Linked DNA regions of Mus musculus: regions 1, 2 and 4 are each linked to region 3. The links are chromatin contacts, called in public HiChIP or PLAC-seq and promoter capture Hi-C maps. All regions are on one chromosome and are shown on one strand. The core of a region is the stretch at or near the end of the contact, and the rest is flanking DNA. Distances in the headings are between cores, read along the strand shown. Region 1 holds the start of Tmem200b (transmembrane protein 200B). Region 2 holds the start of Smpdl3b (sphingomyelin phosphodiesterase, acid-like 3B). Region 3 holds the start of Phactr4 (phosphatase and actin regulator 4). Region 4 holds the start of Oprd1 (opioid receptor, delta 1).

Region 1 (5,006 bases), core at 1,186-3,685, 500 kb before region 3:
ATAGGGAAACTGAGCCCTGGTGAGCTTAGGTGTGCTCTCCTCTCCCACCCATCTCCTTCCTTCCTCCTCCCGGGCCCAGGGTGGAGGAGAGGAGGGGGGTGAAGGAAGTCATAGGCCTCACGTATATATGTCTCTCTAGCATGGAGGGCCAGCTAGGGCACACATTCCCTTGAGCACAAGGCTCTAGAAAGGAGCAAGTCAGAACCAGCCTTGGGCCTCAGACCTCAATGCCGGCCAGCAACCCCCCCCCCCCCCAAACAGGTCAATCCCCAAGAGCATTGTCAGCTCAGCTGTGTGCAGAGGGGGCACGGGAGGGAAGACCTGGCCCAGGGCTCTGGAGGAGCACGAGGTGCAAAGGGGAATCCGTGTTCCTGAGAGAAAAGCCAGAAACTGGATAAGCCTTGGGGGCCAGAGTTCAGAGGGACTGGGGACCTAGGCAGCTTCAGCCACACGGGCCAGGTGAGAAGGTCTGGAGCATGCTCAAACCACACCGGCTCTGAAACCATTCGGACAGCACCAGGGAGCCAAAGAGGGTTTTCAGCAAGGGGCAGATGCACATTTGGGACGGTGCTCTGTGACGTTTGCAGACCAGTTGGCAGGGACAGGCGGCGGGCAGACTGCAGGGACTTTAAGAGATGGAGTTGCCCGAAGAGGACAGTGGCTACAGGAAAGAACCGGCTGGTTCTAGATGAAGAGGAGAGCTGGGGCCTAAGTGTGCTCTGGAGGTGAGTGTGGACCTCGCCAGTGGAGGTTTGGGTTCTGGGACCGATCAGGAGTCCCAGGCAGCTGAGAGTGAAGCTTGTGCCCTGGGCTTGTGGTCTCAGTTGTGGGAGGGACACCCGGAAGACAGGGGATCCACACACCCGCCCGGGCGGCGGGCGAGTGAGTAGGAAGTCAACACAGGCAGATGCCTCAGGCGTCAGCCCTGGAGAGCAGAGGGAACGGGAGGGCTCAGCGTCTGTGGGGCAGGGGTGCCTTCTCCAGATCCACTTGGGAGGCTCTGCGGCCGGGGGATGCCGGTCTCCGGGGCCAGAGGGGCGAGGGCCGCGCGCGCAGCCGGCTCTCATTAGTACGGGCCGCGGGCTAATCAATCCCAGGCGGGGGCTCCCGGGCCGAGTCCGCATCATGGAAACTGGCCGCGCGCCCGGCGGAGCGAGCGGGGCCGTCGGCGGGGCCGGCCGGGCGCCTCTCCGTCGAGGGCGCGGGCGGAGGCGGGTCGCGGGGTCCGGGGCGGGGCTCAGCCATCCCGCGCCCTTCCTGCAGCCGGCCCGGGGCGCAGCGGGGGTGCAGGGGTCCGGGCCGGGTCTGCAGGGCCTCGGGCCGGGGTCGCTCCGTGCTAGGCCCGGGACGGGCGCCGCTGCCGCTTCTCTCCGGGACACCGGGGACCGAGACCGGACGCCCGGACCCCGCTGCCCGCGGCCTCCCGGCGCCGGGACCAGGGCACAAGGCCTCCTGGAGCGGCTCCAGCGTGCGGCCCCGACCCCGGGGCGGTGCTGTTCTGGCCCGGACGCGGCCCACGGAGGCCTCGGGCGGAGGAGGCTGGAAAAGAGGCCAGGCGGCGGGAAAGGGGGATGATTCATCCCCGGGAGCCCGAATCGGAAACACCGCAATCTGGGAACAGCCTTGCCTGGGCCGGCGAGCGATCCAGGAGGAGAGTCCGTCCGGCGAGGACCTGCGTCCAGCACTGGCAGTCCCCTGCCTCCAGCCCCGGCTCTAGCCCGGCCGTGGGGGGAGGGGGAGGCCTCTTCTGGAGGAGTGGAGAAGAATCCTGGACAAAGTCCGCCGTTGCCTCCTCTGCTCTGACTGGCTGGTCTCGGCCAGAGCGGTTTTTCCCAGAGTCTAGCTCAAGTCTCTCCTGCTGCAGCTCCAGTGCCGGCTGAGGAAGTCTGCAAGGAGGGGGCGAGCAAGGAGAAGCCGGAGTCAGAGACACCTCCGCCGGCCCTCGCTGCGGTATGTAAAGCGCAGTAAGGGGGAGGTGGGGCGCGCGCGCGCGAGCCCCGCAGCCCCGGGCGATCCGAGTACCCCCTCCCCTGGTTACTTCGGGGCGGCCACGTGCGGGGGGTGGGGTCGAGCTCGGGAGGTACTTACCCCGGCCGCGATCGCAAGGGGGGCCCGCGCGGGTGGGCGGGCGGGCGGGCGAGCAGAGCGCGCGCAGGCTGCAGGAGCCCCGCAGCCCCGGCTGCACCCGAGCCCCGCAGCCCCCTCCCTGCGCACCGCCCGCGGGCCCGGCCAACGCTGGCTCCCAGCTCCGCTGCGGAAAACCCGAGCGGGGGCGGCTCCCTGCCTTGCGGCCCCGGGAAAATCCGGGGGTGGCCGCCAGGGATCTCCAAGCGGCCGGCCGAGGCGGCCCCGCGCATCCCTCCCCCGGAGCCCGGCCCGTCGGGTCAGTGTCTGCCTCTCTGCTCTTCCCCGCAGAGCGCCCGGACGACCGCGCGATGACGGCCGGGAGCCCCGGAGACGGCGGCGCGCGCAGGAGCCCCGAGGGCCGCGTTTCGCGCCTGGGCCGCCGCTTGGGCCGGCGGAGGCGGCCGCGCTCCCCGCCAGAGCCGCTGCGGGTGCGGGCTCGGCTGCGGCTGCGTTCGCCGTCGGGGGCGTTCGCGGCGCTGGGCGCGCTCGTGGTGCTGGTGGGCATGGGCATCGCCGTGGCCGGCTACTGGCCCGGCCGCGCCTCCCACACCCACGCCCCGAGGACCGGCCGCGCGCACGGGCCGCACGAGCGCCTGCGGCTGCTGGGACCGGTAATCATGGGCGTCGGCCTGTTCGTGTTCATCTGTGCCAACACATTGCTCTACGAGAACCGCGACCTGGAGACCCGGCGTCTCCGCCGGGGCATGCTGAGGGCTCAGGCGCTGCGGCCGCCCGACGGCCCAGGCTGGGACGCGCTGCTGCCCAGTCCCGCGCATGGGTCCCCGGGCGCCGTCGCGGAACCCGAAACTTGGGACCTGGCCCCGAGGAGGGGCCCCTCGCCCGTCCCGTCGGTGCGCAGCCTGCGCTCTGAACCTGCCAACCCTCGATCGGGGCTGCCTGCCCTGCTCCACAGCTACCCGTTGAAGGGCCCGGGGCTGCCACCACCCTGGGGTCCTCGGACTCAGACTGGACACGTGATCATCACGGTGCAGCCCTCTGGTTCCTGCATCGAGCACTCCAAGTCTCTGGACCTGGGCCTAGGGGAGCTTCTTCTGGGGGCGCCAGCAACTCGGGACTGTGCCCACCGAAGCTGGCCACGGCTGGACCGACTCAGTTTGGGGGGCTATGCCAAATTAGGCGGAGATTTGGGGGCCCGGGTCTGAGGTTCAAGGTATAACCTGCTGTGAGGCTACCAGTGTGGACCATGGGACTGGGACACCAGAAGTCCAGTGCCCAATAGCTGCTCCAGTCACCTCCGAGGCTAGGATGGATATTGTGGTGGCAGCAGCCGCCAAGGCTGCTGACCTGCATGTGTAGCAGTGCCAGCTGCACCGAACGAGCTCCAGGGGCATGTGTTAATGTGGACACCAGCATGATTCAGCCTCAGGAATTTCTTCAGCCCATGTGGCCTTAGCCCAGGACCGGCACCTGAAGGGCTGCAGGGTAGGCCAAGAGCACCGTGAGATGCACAGGGTTCCTTGGCAAACAACAGTGGTAGGTTGGGATGTCCCAGGCTGGGACAGGCTCCGTCTAAGTTGGTAGTCCTGGTGGAAATGGGACCACCGGGGGAAGGTGGGCGATGAGGTGGAATGAGACCCTCTGCAGCTGTCTGGGGCAGTGACCGCAACTCTAACTGCCACCACCTCAGGTCTGTTCTTCCTTCAGTCAAGTGGCTCTGTCCCGGCAGGGCTAACTACTGCCAAAGCCCTGACCCTGGGATCGGACTGCTCCCCTGGAGACAGGTCGGTCTGACCTGTGTGCAAAGCCTCCCCCAGCTGGCAGAGGCACCCTCCAGTTCTCAGCACTTCCTTCCCACTGCACCCTAGCCCAGTGTGGGTAGCTCACTGCACTCGGCGGCGGCGGCAGCTTCCCTTCCCAGGTATTAAATTAATTTTCCCATGCTTTTGTTAGAAGAGAACTTTAAAAGTGGATCAATCCTCACAGTCAGGCTTTTTTTTTTTTTTTTAAAGTTTATTGAAAAATGCCATACAAGAAGCAAGACCAAACACCTAAACACTACAGCCACATCTGTCACTACGAAAGGCGCAGACAGCAGGCCCAGTTACTGCCTATCTCACCTAGGGGGTTTTCGGTTGGACTCTGCCGGCATAGTTCCTATTTTGTCAAATGTAAACAACTACTTGATACGATTCATAATTTTTAAAAAATTTACAAAGCTCCTTCATTTTTGTCATGAAAATAATATATCTGAGAGAGATTTGTAAAAACAACCAGCCTAGGGCTGATATTTCCCATGAGCGAGCACTGGGGGTGCTGGCTAGGCCATAGCTACAGCTCCATTTCTCAGAATGGGCCAGGGCCCTCAGACCCCAGAATACATCCCCGGAATACATTGCTGGCCTGGGGGGAAGGGCCCCCGGAGTCAGCCTCCTTGGGAATATAGGGCTTGATTGTGGGTGGGTGGCAGAGATCTCATGTGGTTTGAAGGAAATCTACTTCTGAAGTAAAAATAAAACTGCAGTTGGGACTGTTACTGTGGTGTGCCTGAGTCACTTTGGGGAAAGTCCTGCCAAGTCTCTGACCCTGGAGATGGGACTCCCCTCCCCCTGCCCCTCAATCTTTCTACCTGGACAGAGCCTGTTCTTCACACACAACTGCAGAAAGAAAGAAAATCCAAACAATTACCATATCCCAGGATCTGTTGCCAGAGCCAGCAGAGGAGGGGGAGGAGGCTGGAGGGACATCAGAATTCTGGTCCAATTTCCAGACAGAGGCGGCAGCAGAGGGACAGAGTTCAGGTACCCCAGGTCTGAGGTCCTGATGGGGATGGCACGATGCCCAGTGGGCAGGCTCCTCCTGCTCCTCCTCTTCAGAGCTGGTGTAGCTTGAGCCCATGCTAATCCAACCCCTACAGCCCA
Region 2 (4,812 bases), core at 1,055-3,554, 330 kb after region 3:
TCTCTTTTAAATCTACTTTCTGTTTTAAAGTTATACATGTGTGTATTCCAGCCAATGTGAAGAAAATAGAAGATAGTCTTAAAAAAAAAAATTCAGTCCACAGTTCCAGGGAAAGCGCGGAAGGGCATTTGGCTTACAGCAAATAAGCAACGTTCGCCCTGACTACGGGGTTGCAGACAGGCGTTGTGTCCCTCAAGCTTCTTGTGAAATGAATATGGTGGTAACAGTACCCAGTCTCCTGGGAACATCCAGGTGTGGTGTGGGCCGGTGGTGCTGGCTACTAAGGAGGTTCTTGGAGGCTCACTTGAGCTCAGAGGTTCAAGGTAAACCTGAGCAACACAGGGAGCTCCCTGAGATTCAATAACCTGCACAGCCAGGTGGCCCAGCAGTGAAGGAACTGCCACCAAGTCTGATGACCTGAGTTTCATCCCTAGGACCCATGAGTCACGCACGAGGTGGAAGGAGAGAACTATCTCCTCCAAGCAAGTTCTCCTCTGATCTCCGCACAGTGTGTGTGTAGGCATGATATATATGTGTGTGTGTGTGTGTGTGTGTGTGTGTGTGTATATATATATGATCAAGACTTTTATTTTTTTCATTTTCAAATAAGTTTTAAAGAGACAGTTTTCCAAGAACCTAATGCCAAGTCTAGGGTCACTGAAAGTGCTCAACAATTGTTAATTGCCTCTGGCCTTCCTTAGTGGGCTACTCCGGCAAAGTGCCGGATTATACACGGAGCACAGCTGGACAGCCTGCTTCAGGCCAGACTCAGCAGCTGTGTAACCCTGGGCTAGTTACTCTCTCAAGGTCAGTTTTTCTGGGTAAAACGGACATTAAAGATACTTCACAAGCTAAGCTGTTGCGATGATATTATGTAAAATATATCATGTGCACAGGGGTTGGAGAGATAGCTCAGTGGTTAAGTGCACTGGCTGCTTTCACAGAGGACCCAGGTTCAATTCCCCAGCACCAACAACTGTCTTTAACTCCAGACCCAGAGAATCTGATGGCCTCTTCTGGCCTCCATGGGGCAGCAGGCACACATGTGCATACATGCAGGCAAAACACTCACACAGGTAAAAACAATAAACTTTCTTAGGCAGTGGCTTACAGATCTTCTGGACTACATCTACCTCCTATTTCTGAGTTGTAATTCAAAAAGCAAGTGTAACTTTTGACTGGTGTGATAGCGCAAATCTTCAATCCCAACACTTGAGAGACAGAAGCTAGTGGATCTTTGAGTACAAAGCCAGATTGATCTACATTGTAAGTTCTAGGCTAGCCAGGGCTACACAGTTAGACCATTATCTCAAGGGAAAAAAAAAAACCCCTTCAAGGTCACCTTGGAATACTATGCCTTTAAAAATCAAAAACAAAACCTGGATTACTGTGATTATCGTGTCATCCCAGCTGAGGGAATGTTTCTTCCTTTAAGTCCTGATTTTTTTTTTTCCTGGTTTCTTTCTGTCTTCCTGGTTCCTACACTCATCCAGGGTACAGAGATGGGCTTCTAACTAATGCTTTTGTGTTTATGTTTGTTTGAGGTTTGGTTTTGTTTTCTTTTACATTTATCTATTGGGTGGACAGACACCACAGAAGACAAATTGCAGAAATAAGATTTTCTCCTTCCACCGTATGGGTTTGGGGAACTGGACCTCTCGGTGGCAATGTTTTGTGTTTCTTTTCTGGAGTCCCAGAGATGGAACGCGCTCATTTGAACAACCACTGTACCTCAGAGCCTTCTATCTGAGTGTCCTGATTGAGTTCGCGAATCTTCCCGACCACCGGCTCCCTCTCAGTGTCTAGCTTTCATGTACTAGATCCTTGTCCCCCTGGCAAAGTCTGTGTCCTGCCCCTGGCACTTAAAATCCTCTTGAGCACTTTTTGGTTTGGTTTTGCTTTTGGAACAATGTTTCATGCATCCTAGACTGCCGTTGAACTCTGTCTCCCAACTGAGCTACACACACAAACAGCCTTGATGGCTAAGTCTCTGCGCTTCAACCTCTAATCTACTTTCCTTTTAAAGCCACGATCTGTGAACGGTTCCCGGCAGCACAGACCCCAGCCCCAGTTCCTAGAACGAAACAAAAATCAAGCAGGTTTCCCCCGCAGCCCTACCTAGTTGAGCCCCTGCGACTCCCCAGGGGGCCAGGAATATCAGCCACCCGAGCAGCGTCATCCTCTGGATCCCCCCACGGCGGGCGGCCGAAGCTCCTCCAAGTCCGTCTGCGCCGCGGGTTCCCACCTTGTGGCCAGCCACGTGTCTGGGCAGAACTACTCGTTTGGCTGCTTCCAGTGTTCCAAGTTATCCTTGGCGGATGGCTGCTCTTGCTTTTCCCTCTCTTGCCCAGCAGGGCGTGCGCTTGATTGGAGGAGGGACGCACCAGTGAGCGCTGGAATAGCTTGTAGGTCTCTGTGGAAACCGCATCTGTGTTGCAAGGTGCTGTGTTGGAGTTCCCCGACTTTTCGAAAGAAATTCATAAGTACTTAGGAGCAAAATGATAGGATCTTCGAGGTACGCTTTAAAGTTTTCTAGTCGAATTGAAGGCATTTCGGTTCAGTCAGCCTCCAGAAAATGCAGGAAGCACCATCGACTTACTGTCTTCTCCTTGCAGAGCTGCAACACGGATGGATGAATGAATTAGCTACCTGTGGCAACCAAAGAGCCTTAAAAGCTAGCCTTAAAACCAGATGTGCAAGCCCTCTCTCAAGGATAGCCCTGGCACTCTTGAGGCAGGAGGATTAGGAGTTCAAGGCCATCCTAGGCTACTTTGATGACTTTGGGGCCAGTCTGGGCTACCTGAAACGATATTACAAACAAACAACAAACAGAGTTATTTGCTGATCGTGCCAGGAGATGAGGACTACTAGAAACTGGGCAAAAGGGAGATAAGATGGTGTTGTCCCCCTGAACATGCCTTGAGAGCCTGAGGGCTGAATCACTCCTTAGCAAGTTACCTAACCTGAGAAGACAGAGAGAGCTGTGACTCAAGTCTGAGGAAGGCGATGAGAGGTTTCTGGAAGGAGATGACATAAACTTACTCCCTTTGTTTTGATTTTTTTTTTCCCTTGCAGTTAGGGATGGTTTGGGCTTTGTCTTTTTGTGGTTTATTTATTTCTATTTGTTCTTTTTGTTTTTTTGCTCCTGTTGTTGTCCGTACAGGGATGAAACCCAGATCTTCACTCAAGCAAGGCAAACTGTCTAGCTCACCGCCACACTCCCACGCCTAACCAGCTTGAACTTGATGAACACAGGAGAAAACAGGTTGTGTGGGAGGTGGGAGAGGAGCGTTAGTGAGGCAGGAGGAAGAGTGGAGGGGGAAGAGTTTTGCAAAGAGTGATGGGGGCTTCTGAGGCTCTGAAGCAGGCAGGAGCCAGGCTGTGCTTAGATGTTTGAGCTGGGAGCTTTGGGAAGCCAAGAAGAGGATCAGAGGCAAAGTTGAGGCTGGAGAGATGGCTCAGCAGTTAAGAACACTGGCTGCTCTTGCAGAGGACTCAGGTTTGGTTTCCATCAACTACATAGAGGGTAAAGGCGGTCTTTAACTCCAGTTCCAGGGCATTCAGTGCCACTACACACACAGTGCCATAGTGCATGCATATATATATATATTATATATGCATGCATATATATGTGTGTGTGTATGTATATATATGCATATATATATATGGAAAATACTCATATATATAAAACATGATTTTTTTCTTTTCTTCTTCTTTTCCTTTTTTAAAGACAGGGTTTCTCTGTAGCAGGGTGACTGTCCTGAAACTCGATCCATAGACCAGGCTGGCCTGGAAATCACAGAGATCTGCCTGCCTTTGCCTCCTGAGTACCCTGAGTGCTGGGATTGCCTCCTGTGCACCATCACGCCCAGCCTAAATAAATCTTTTTTTTTTAATTTATTTTTATTTTATGTGCATTGGTGTTTTGCCTGAATGTATGTCTGTGTGAGGGTGGCTGATCCTCTGGAACAGGGGTTACCAACAGTTGTGAGCTGCTGTTTGGATGCTGTGAATTGAACCTGGGTCCTTTGGATGAGTACCCAGGGCTCTTAACAACCGTGGAGCCATCTCTCCAGCATCCCCTCCTCCTCCTTCTCCTCCTCCTCCTCCTTCTCCTTCTTTCTTCTTATTTATTTATTTTATTTTATTTTATTTTTTATATGTAAGTACATTGTAGCTGTCTTCAGACACTCCAGAAGAGGGAGTCAGATCTCGTTACGGATGGTTGTGAGCCACCATATGGTTGCTGGGATTTGAACGCTGGACCTTCGGAAGAGCAGTCGGGTGCTCTAACCCACTGAGCCATCTCACCAGCCCCTTCTTATTTATTTATTTATTTATTTCTCCAGACACACCAGAAGAGGGCATTGGATCCCATTACAGATGGTTGTGAGCCACCATGTGGTTGCTGGGAATTGAACTCAGGACCTTTGAAAGAGCAGTCAGTGCTCTTAACCACTGAGCCATCTCTCCAGCCCAATAAATCTTAAAAAAGAGAAGAAAAAACAGACAGCCCAATTTGCATCTCCGAAGGATGAACACGGGAAGAAAAGGGCACGGTGTCTGAGGTACAGAAGTTGTCTTGGCCCATTTTCTGTTACTTTAACATAAGACCTGGGACTGGATAGTTGTAAAGAGCAGAAATGTATTGGTTCCCATTCCTGGAATCTCGGAAATCTATGTTCAGGGTGCTCATGTGTTGTGGGGTGTCTGCAGGTATTACTATGGCACAGAACCAAACCTTAAAGGTACCAAACCTCGGTACAGTCAGATTTGGTCAATGAGACTGCATCGCAACTGCTAGAGGTTCTG
Region 3 (5,034 bases), core at 333-2,832:
AGACAAGGTCTCAATAGATCATGTCTACAATAGGTCTACATAGACCTAGCTGGTCTTGAATTCATGCTCCCCCTCCTGCCATAGCCGCAAGAGTATTGGGGTTACAGGGATGTGCCACTCCAACTAGGATAGACAACTGACAGCCTGTATTAAAGATCTACCACCTTGATACATTAACACAACCTAAGAGTCTCAAAGTCATTTCCATTATGAAATGTCAGAATAATGAAGGCTTTGCCTACATGTCTAGGGTGGAAATTTCGTCTCAAAACACCTTTCCTGACTCAAAGGAGTCCCAACTGTCTTCACTCAAGGAATTTGAAATACTAATCGATTTTTCAAAGGATCTCTACCTTGGCCTTTATAAAAGCTTTACCCCTATGCTAAGTCTCAAGATTCGTTCTTCGACGGAACATACAGTTACCACTATCTAACCAAACTGGATCAAATCCACACAATTCATCGGTGTCCAGTAAATACATATTTTATCGCCTTTTTTTTTTCAACCTTTTTTTTTTTAATGCTTTCTAGAATCTACTGGGTATCTAGGTTTTTCTACAAAGCAGGTGCTTTCAGTGAGCTGAGTTTTTCTTTGTGGAGTTGTTGTTTAAAAAAAGAGAAAGGGATGTATTCTGGAGAGTCGAGGAGCAGCGTGGGAAAATGAAGTGCCGAAGACTGCAGGCAATGAATGATGTCCTGGTAATCACTCTGCTCCAATTTTCAGGTTTCCGAGGCAATGATTCGCTTGAGTTCTTTGCGGCCGCCGCCGCACCCCCCCCCCCCCCCCACACACACACACACTCCACAATCACCCAACCCCTCCATCCCAGCTGCCACACGTATCGCAGCAAATTTCCACTCTTTCTCGGTTTCCGGGATTGAGGCTCCAAGTCTCACTTCTTTTTCTTAGACTCCATCCACTGGAGGAGAAAAGCGCCTTAGCGCCTTGAGTTTTGATCCCTAGCTACCGGAGGCTGACATTTAAGAAAGAAGTTGGACAATAACTTCCAGGTTTCCACTGAAACTATGCCAGACTCCTAAGTCTCTTCTCTGCTCAGCCAGGATGCAGAGGTCTGAGGGAGGTCACTTTTGAAAGATGGACTTTGACCCGATCCAGTTACAGTAACCAGATCCCCAGGGCGCAGTCCCCAGCAGGACGTGCGGGCTCCCCTGGAGACCGCGACTCCGTGCACTGCCACAAAAGGGGGAAAAGCGGCGCAGACAAAAGGGCCCCGCGGAGGCTGGGGGGCGGAGAGCGCGAGTGTGCGCCGGCCGGCCACAGGCGGGGACACCGCCGCGGGACCGTTGTGGGAGGGCCGAGGAGGGAGGAGGCTACCGCCCGCCACGCCCTGGCTGCACTGACCGCCGCGGGCGCCGTTAACCCCCCACCCAGGCTCGGCCCGCGACCCCTAGTCGAGCCGAGCCTGCCGCTGCTGCGCGCGCGCGGGAGGTGCTCACTTTCCCAAGTTTGGGGAACTTACCCAAGTCGCCGCTGCCTCCTCGGGTTCCCCAGCACTTTCTCCCGGAAATCCTACCTGGTCTCTGGCCGCCTGGCTCCAGCCAGAGCCTTCGGCCCCAGGGGAGGGGGGGCGGAGGGAGCGGGCCGGACAGTGAGGAGGGTAGGAAGTGCCGCCGCGGAGCCTCACGGGACTTGTAGTCCACTGCAGTGGCCAGCGGTGTGGCGAGCGGGACAAAATGGCGGGAACTGCCGGCCCTCCGCTGCGAGGCGCCTGACCCCTACTCTGCCGATCTGGGCATGCGCCGCCAGAGTCCGGTGCACTGCATATAAACGGATTTGGGCACCTTGCCCAGTTCTGAGCAAGGGGAAGGTCTCGGGACTTGGGAGGACACGTTCGGGAACAGACTCTCCCGGCGATGCCCAAGAAAGGATGTGTGTGTTGTGCTCTACAAAAGAAGTCCAGTTTGTTTCAAACTATTGATAACCAGTTTTAAGTGCAAAAAACTTACAAACAAGTTACCCGCGGTGTTTTGTGAAAGTACAGAACCCAGCCTATTAAGCGCAGACATTCTACACCCCCCCCCTCCCAACTAAATTTTTTTCCCACTAACGATTACCTAGTAGAAGCCACCATCTGTTTCTAAGTGGCACTCATTCCAACCTCCAGGGCTATATCACCCTCCAGACCCCCTTCTTGCCACTGCTGGAGGATCTTTTTAAATGCCAAACCCATGGGTTACACCCATCTTAGACGGAAAAGTATACATACGATACATACAGAGGGAAACATAGAAAAACTTATACCTTTCAAATACGCAATCTATAACATTAAAAATATCAATACGCCGGGCAGTGGTGGTGCATGCCTTTAATCCCAGCATTTGGGAGGCAGAGACAGGTGGATTTCTGAGTTCGAGGCCAGCCTGGTCTACAAAGTGAGTTCCAGGACAGCCAGGGCTATATAGAGAAACCCTGTCTCAAAAAACCAAAAAAAAAAAAAAAAAAAAAAAGCAATAAATTACAACCCAGTTGTGGTGTCACACACCAGTATTCCTAAATGCTCTGGAGACAAGGGTTGGATTATTGCTGAGTTCAAAATCAGTTTGATCTACAAAGTTCCAGGCCAAGCCAACCAGAATTACATAGTGAGACCCTGTCTCAAAACAAACAAACCCAACAAAAACCAATGCAGGCCAGCCAGCTGCTGTCTGGTAATATAATAATAACAACAGTGACAACGACGATGACAACAACAACAATAATAATAATGGCTGGAGAGATGGCTCAGTGGTTAAGAACTTGCTGTTCTTTAAAGGGGCTGAGTTCTGTTCCCAGCACTATATATCAGGTAGCTCACAACTCTAACTACAGCTCCAAGGGTTGTGAACCTCTGGCTATGTGAGCACTTGCACTCATGTGCACATACTGCATGCAAATACTCACCTACACACAACTGGAATTAATAAAAAATAAATATTTAAAAAGTAACAATGTAGGCTGGTGAGATGGCTCAGCGGTTAAGAGTGCAGACTGCTCTTCCAAAGGTCCTGAGTTCAAATCTCAGCAACTACATGATGGCTCACAACCATCTGTTTAGCTACAATGTACGCATATACAATAAATAAATAAATCTTAAAAAAAAAAAGAACAAAAAGGTAAATTCAAGTCATTTGCAGGTTCCTTTTCAGCTTCAAGGAGCTCTTTCATTAATTCTCAGTGAACTCTGCTTGCCCTTCTAAAATAGATAAAATAAGATGAAAAGACAAGTTCTAGAGCAGGATTAACATAGTTGCAAAGCATATAATCAACAAAAGACCAGTATGGAATATACAACAAAACTATCTCAGTTAAAAGATAACCTGGAGAGATGGCTCAGCAGTTAAGAGCACCGACTGCTCTTCCAGAGGTCCTGAGTTCAATTCTCAGCAAGCACATGGTGACTCACAACCATCTGTAATGGGGATCCAATGCCCTCTTCTGGTGTGTCTGAAGACAGCAACAGTGTACCCACATACATGAAATAAATAAATCTTTAAAAAAAAAAAAAAAAAAAAGATAACCCAGAGACTAGGGAAGTAACTCAGTGGTAGGATGCTTGCCTTGCACACAAGATGTTCAAGGTTTAAGTCATAGTATAAATAAATAAATAAATAAATAAATAAATAAATAAATAAATGGTGTGTGTGTGTGTGTGTGTGTGTGTGTGTGTGAATTTTCAATTATTCAGGATTTCTCTGTGTGTAGCTCTGGCTATCCTTGAACTCACTCTGTAGACCAGGCTGGCCTGGAACATAAAGATTCATCTGCCCCTGTCCTAAGTGCTGGGATGAAAGCCATGTGCCAACTCTGCCCAGTGACACTCTATTTTTTTTTTACAGAAGGCTTGAATACACTTTGTAGCAAGAAAGATAAACAGTTTACAAATAATACATGAAGGGTGCTAGATATATACAAATTAAAACCAAATAAGAAGATAACCTACTAGGAGAGACCAATATGGCTACAGCCAGGGCTGAAGAAATAAATGATCTGGGGCTTAAGAGTTCTTGCTGCTCTGGCAGACCTGGGTCCTAGCACCTACAAGGCAGTGACAACCTTCTTAAACTCTTGTTGTAGGAGATCTGATGCCCTCTTCTGGCATCCATGGGCACTGCATGCATATGGTACACACACACATAGGCAAAACATTCAAACACACATAATTAAAAAAATAAACCGGGCGTGGTGGCACACGCCTTTAATCCCAGCGCTCAGGAAGCAGAGGCAGGTGGATTCCTGAGTTCGAGGCCAGCCTGGTCTACAGAGTGAGTTCCAGGATCAGCAAGGACTACACAGAGAAACCCTGTCTCGAAAAACCAAAAAAAAAAAAAAAAAAAAAGTAAATCTTATTTTTAAAAGTACTTATGCCCTGAGTTGTCCAAGGAGAGAACCGAGGCCTCCACCCTCCATATTTTCCCTGTAGCCCACATGTACTCTCCAATCAATCAATCAATCAATCAATCAATGTACTTTTTTCCTCAATACTTCCTTGTTATATTGCTGTCTCTAAAACAACAAGTCATGAATGTTAGCGTGTACCTCAACATCATCTCACGAAATTGGAGGTGTGCAGGCTGGAGAAATGATGGCTTAGTGCGGTTAAGAGCACTGACTGCTGCTCTTCCAGAGATCCTGAGTTCAATTCCCAACAACCACATGGTGGCTCACAACTATCTGTAATGGGACCTGATGCCCTCTTCTGGTGTGTCTCAAGACAGCCACAGTGTACTCACATACACAAAATAAGTAAGTAACTCAGAAAGAAAGAGAGAGAGAGAGAGAGAGAGGGAGAGAGGGAGAGAAAGGGAAAGAGGGAGAGAGAGGGAGAAAGAGAAAGAGAGAGAGAAAGGAGGAAGGAAAGAAAAAGAGAAAGAAAAAGAAAATGGAAGTGTGTACAGAAATCATGACAACTCTGGAGATGCAAAGGTGGGTTGTGGACACCAGATGGTTATGCCCTTCAGGCAACATCTATTATTAAATTGTAATTAAATGTACTGTACAAAAATGCATGGCTTGTCATACTTAAAATTGTTTTT
Region 4 (4,742 bases), core at 1,797-4,296, 280 kb before region 3:
ACAGCAGAGACTAAGTTGGTAGACTCAGACTGGCTCCAGGCACAACTGAAGCTCAGAACACAGCGGTCGCCTCTGCTTCCCGGCAATCCGGACAACCCTTCCGCCTCTGATGATCCCGACCACTCCAGGGAAAAGGACACCACTTTTATGGTTTTCGTGTCTTTATCCTGTAGCCTCTCTGCCTTCATGGCCACCGAGGCCTCAGGTGAAACCCTCTGCTCCCTTCTAGACCTCTACAGTCTGAGCCGTTCTAGCTGCCTGAGATGCCCCACCCCGCCCTGCCTCTCCATACAGCCAACTGCAGCATCTCAGACACCTCACAGTCCAGGTATCACCTCCTCTGGCTAAATCAAGTCCCTGCTCTGGATTCCACAGCCCTAGGAAGTTGCATTTGATCCTAGAGTCACAACTAACCTTGGGTCCCTAGAGCATGGCTGTTAGGGGCCAGAGGCCACGGGAGGCTTGTGCTCAGAGTCTGGGCGTTAAGGGCTCTCATGCCCAGTGTGGTGGAACACACCTTTAATTTCAGTAGGGGGCGAGGCATGTGGATCTCTATCAGGTGACTTCAAGGCCAGCCTGGTTCTACATCGTGAACACAGTCAAGGCTGTGCCAAAAAAAAAAAGAGAAAGAAACCTGAGGCTGGACAGGTGTGTCGATGATTAACAGCAATTAGTATTGTTATATTTGTTGACTGACAAAACGTGTGCCCTTGCAGGACCAGAGACAGGGCCCACTGTGGAAACTACAGACAACAGGGCCCCAGCTACCCACGCCGCACACCTGCAGCAGCTGCAGCTGTACTGGTTAATCCGGACCCCCAACACACACCAAAGGCCTAGGACGCTTCCCAGTGCCTGCTATTAGGCCATTACCTGCATGCCTCCGTTTAATCTTCCCAACAGACTATTGTGGGGCTTTTGGGGGGAGGTGGGTAATGGGGCTTGGGGAAGTTTGGTTTCTCTGTGTAGCCTTGGTTGTCCTGGAACTCACTCTATAGACCAGGCTGGTCTTGAACTACTCACAGAGATCTGCTTGCCTTTGCCTCCCGAGTGCTGGGATTAAAGGCGTGCACCACCACTGCCTGGCCCCAACAGGCTATTCTAAATCACCGTATATTTTCAAATGAGATAAATGAGGCTTGGGGAAGGTGAGCTGTTTGGCCAAAGCCACATTGTTACAACATGTTGAAGTTGGGATAGAAACAGGGTACCACCTGGCCCACAGCCATGACCTTTACCTCTGCACTCCATCATCTTTATGGAATGTCTTCTGGATGAGAGTCCAGGATCTGAACCCCTAATCTGAGCAAGAGAGGGGACAGAGGCAAGAGACACATGCTGTCTAAACAAGACAGGGTCTTAGTGCTCCCAAATCTCAAAACTCATCTCAGCAGCCCCTGGCGCCTTGGCAGCAAACAGAGAGGAAAGCAAAACCTCTCGTTTGCTTATTGCATATTGTGGAGCCTGCTATGAGCCCTTACCTCGGTCTGGGGTCTGCAGGGGGTGCTTCACTTACATCAGTGCGCCCACAGGTACAGATGGGTTGGAGACATTTTGCTTTGTTAATTTAGGCAGTTCTCAGCCTTGCCTGTCTGGAGGCAAGTACCCTGCCATTTAGCTATACCCCAAGCCCATTATCCTAGTCTGGCCTCAAATTCTCTATGTAACCAAAGCATGACTTTGAACTTCTGAGCCTTCTGCTTCAACACCCCCCAGGACTGGGATTACAGCCGTGGGACCACCATGTCCAGTGTGTAGTGTGCTGGGGACTGAACACTACAAACTAATGTAAGGATTCACACATGCTGCAGAAGCTATCAATTAAGCGTACAGTCTGTGGCCCCTAAAGCCCTTACTAATAATCTCTCTCTCTCTCTCTCTCTCTCTCTCTCTCTCTCTCTCTCTCTCTCCCTCCCTCCCTCCCTCCCTCCCTCCCTCTCTCTCTTCTCTAGCTGGCCTTAAGTTCATTCTGTAGCCCAGGCCTCAAGGAGGATAAATCTGCCCTGAATCATATCCCGAGTTCCTGACCACATGGCCACTGGGGAAGGGAAGAGAGAACCCCATGGCCAGTTCACAGGAACTACGGGGCTCTCCATCAGAGAACACGCAGCACAAAGACTGGTGTTCAAAGTCATCCCGGGTGCCTCCATCACCTATGACCTAGAGGTTTGACAAGAAACAATGCAAATACACTCTCAGTCTCATACAGAATTACAAACTGATGGCTTGGGACAAGCACACACACAGCAACCACAGAAGACCGACTACTAAATGTGACTTGGGGCGTGTCCCCACAGCCCGGAGCAGACAGTCTGTCCCTGTTGTATGCTCCAAAGACCTAAGGTATTTTGTAGAGCACCTCAGCTCACCCTTGCAAGGTTTCAGAGGATCGAACACACACGCTACCGTCAAACTGCCCAATCACAAACTGCGTGCGCGGCAGACACACAAAGTGTTGCCAAACTGTCCCACCTCCATGATGCAGAAGCAAAGAGATGTCAAGGATGATTAAGTGTTATGTAGTTAGGCTAGTGCAAGCACACACACACACACACACACACACACACACACACGCCTTGTCCTCATAATCTCAGAGGACCTGGCCTCTGTGCAGGACATTCAGGAACCCGGGGAGTCAGGGTTGGGTATCCTGGTCTACAAAGAGTAGAGTCCACTCTGACCCTGGGACCAAACCCCGCGACGCCCTCGGCTGACTCACCGGACGATGCCAAACATGACGAGCACGTTGCCCAGAAGCCCCACTGCGCACACAGCCGAGTAGAGCGCGGTGATGGCGATGGCTAGGGCGAGGGACGAGGCACTACGGGCTCCCGGCGACCCCGACGCATTGGCGCCCGCGCTGGGGAAGGCGCTGGGAAAGGCGTCCGAGAGGTTGACGAGGGGCGAGGACTGCAGCTCCGCACGGGCAGAGGGCACCAGCTCCATGGCGCCGCCGTGTCCGTCTCCACCGTGCGCCCTGGGCGCAGGGACCCAGCGAGTGGCGCGCGGAAAACGGAGGCCACGGCCCCGACGCCGCAGGCTGCAGCGCTCGCTCCCGCCTCCTCCGCCCGGTCGACCGCCCGCAGTGCTCGCCCAAGCCCGGGGAGCCCCGAGCCGCCGCGCGCACCACGTGGTCCGGAGGCGGCCGCCAGTCTGCGCCCGCGATCGGGGGCGGGCGCTGCACCACCGGGCTCCGAGCTGGGCCAGAGAGGCCTCGCGCGCGCTCCCTGCCTGGGCTCCGCTGACTCCAGGTGCCCCCAGCCCGGCCCAGCCTCCCGCCCCACCCCCGTGCCACTTCGGAGTCAGAAGAACCTGGATGCGAATCCCGCCTCCCGCCTCTTCACGGACGATGGGAGTAACCTTGAGCGAGCCGCTTAAGCACTCTCAAGTTCATTCTCTGTGACTGCACGATGAAGAAAATCTCCTGCCGCCTTCAGAGGGTTTTGGGGAGATGAAGACAACGGAGTAAAGAACTCAGATTTCCACCACCACCACCACCACCACCACCACCACCACCACCACCCCCGTGTACTGTGTGCGCTCTGCTCCTTGCCGTGTCTTCTAGAACTGCCAAGTGATTCCTGACCAAGAAACAAAAACAAAACCGTCCAGTTCCCCCAAAGGCTCCGGATGAAAACTAGTAATATGATCAGCTACAACCTCAAGGGGAGACACTGGAAATAAGCCCACCTGGGTCTGTACAGCTTGGCACCGGACATGGCAGACATAAGCCGCAATCAAGGTCACTAACCATCTCACTACATCAAGCTGAAAAAGGTCACACCTATCTGGACAGATGTGTGTATGTTATTAGAGACACAACTTTCCTGTCTGGCTCATTGCTCTGAGCTAGCAGGCTGCTTGAGCGATAAATAAAACCACAAACATCCGTTATCAGCCACACTTTCCTGCGCCCAGTTCACTAGCTCCACATTCACTCTGAGGGCGCCTAACAGAAGAGCCAGGTACATCGGTGTGCATAATCAAAGGCCCGGCTCCCAAGAGCTTACAGCTCAGACCGGAAGAGATGCATCGATTCTAAAAAAACACAATGAAGTCCTATTCAAGGAATGTCGGGGCAGGGTAGGGTCAGGAGAATATTCCTAAAAGAAATGACACTTAAGGTGTTGTGTGGATTTAGAGGTGGGGGAGACTAATTTAGGGAAGAAATAGGAAGAGCCTTCTAGAAAAAAGAAAAACATATATAAAGGTCCTACAAGTCAAAAAGACTGAAGACAGCCAGGGTCACAGCAGGGAGCTCCGTGGTGTTTGTGTTGGATTGGTTTGTTTCCCTCCTCCTCGACTAAGCATACCTGGGAAGAGGGAATCTTAACTGAGAAAATGCCCCTTAAGATGTACCGATAGGGGCTGGTGAGATGGCTCAGTGGGTAAGAGCACCCGACTGCTCTTCTGAAGGTCCAGAGTTCAAATCCCAGCAACCACATGGTGGCTCACAACCATCTGTAACAAGATCCGACGCCCTCTTCTGGAGTGTCTGAAGACAGCTACAGTGTACTTACATATAATAAATAAGTAAATCTTTAAAAAAAAAAATGTACCGATAGGCAAGTCTGTGCGCCATTTTCTTGATGGATGATTGATGGGCGGTTCCACCCCTAGGCAGATGATCCTGGGTTGTGTAAAAAAAGCAAGTTGAGCAGACCTGTGAGCAGTGTTCCTCCATGGCTTCTGCTGCAGTTCTTCCTGGAGTTCCTTAGAGGACAGGCTGTGATGTGGAAGTG

What was found. Promoter capture Hi-C pulls out the DNA fragments that hold promoters and counts their contacts. HiChIP or PLAC-seq counts read pairs in DNA pulled down with a chosen protein or histone mark.
Region 1: a FOXA1 HiChIP or PLAC-seq map of pancreatic cancer cells shows a contact between it and region 3. The contact joins the promoter of Tmem200b here to the promoter of Phactr4 in region 3. A contact is called at or near these places in 2 of 115 datasets of contacts at active chromatin or transcription factors (pancreatic cancer cells and pro-B cells).
Region 2: a promoter capture Hi-C map of neural stem cells shows a contact between it and region 3. The contact joins the promoter of Smpdl3b here to the promoter of Phactr4 in region 3. A contact is called at or near these places in 6 of 39 promoter capture datasets (the C10 cell line, cranial neural crest, frontonasal cranial neural crest and 3 more).
Region 4: a contact with region 3 is called in an H3K4me3 HiChIP or PLAC-seq map of embryonic stem cells, with 7 times the contacts expected there. The contact joins the promoter of Oprd1 here to the promoter of Phactr4 in region 3. A contact is called at or near these places in 2 of 115 datasets of contacts at active chromatin or transcription factors (embryonic stem cells and pancreatic cancer cells).

The regions. Positions count from the first base shown.
Region 1 is chr4:131,919,336-131,924,341 of GRCm38.p6, forward strand. Tmem200b (transmembrane protein 200B) reads left to right here and starts at 2,436. Exons shown (of 1, transcript NM_001201367.1): 1 at 2,436-3,805. The coding sequence starts at 2,436. The coding sequence ends at 3,290. Epb41 (erythrocyte membrane protein band 4.1) reads right to left here. Exons shown (of 21, transcript NM_183428.3): 21 at 4,094-5,006. Gm12992 (predicted gene 12992) reads right to left here and starts at 694. Exons shown (of 5, transcript NR_102393.1): 1 at 433-694.
Region 2 is chr4:132,754,867-132,759,678 of GRCm38.p6, forward strand. It overlaps Smpdl3b (sphingomyelin phosphodiesterase, acid-like 3B), which reads right to left and starts at 2,305. Exons shown (of 8, transcript NM_133888.2): 1 at 2,119-2,305. The coding sequence starts at 2,179.
Region 3 is chr4:132,420,864-132,425,897 of GRCm38.p6, forward strand. Phactr4 (phosphatase and actin regulator 4) reads right to left here and starts at 1,583. Exons shown (of 13, transcript NM_001161797.1): 1 at 1,482-1,583.
Region 4 is chr4:132,141,440-132,146,181 of GRCm38.p6, forward strand. It overlaps Oprd1 (opioid receptor, delta 1), which reads right to left and starts at 3,047. Exons shown (of 3, transcript NM_013622.3): 1 at 2,720-3,047. The coding sequence starts at 2,946.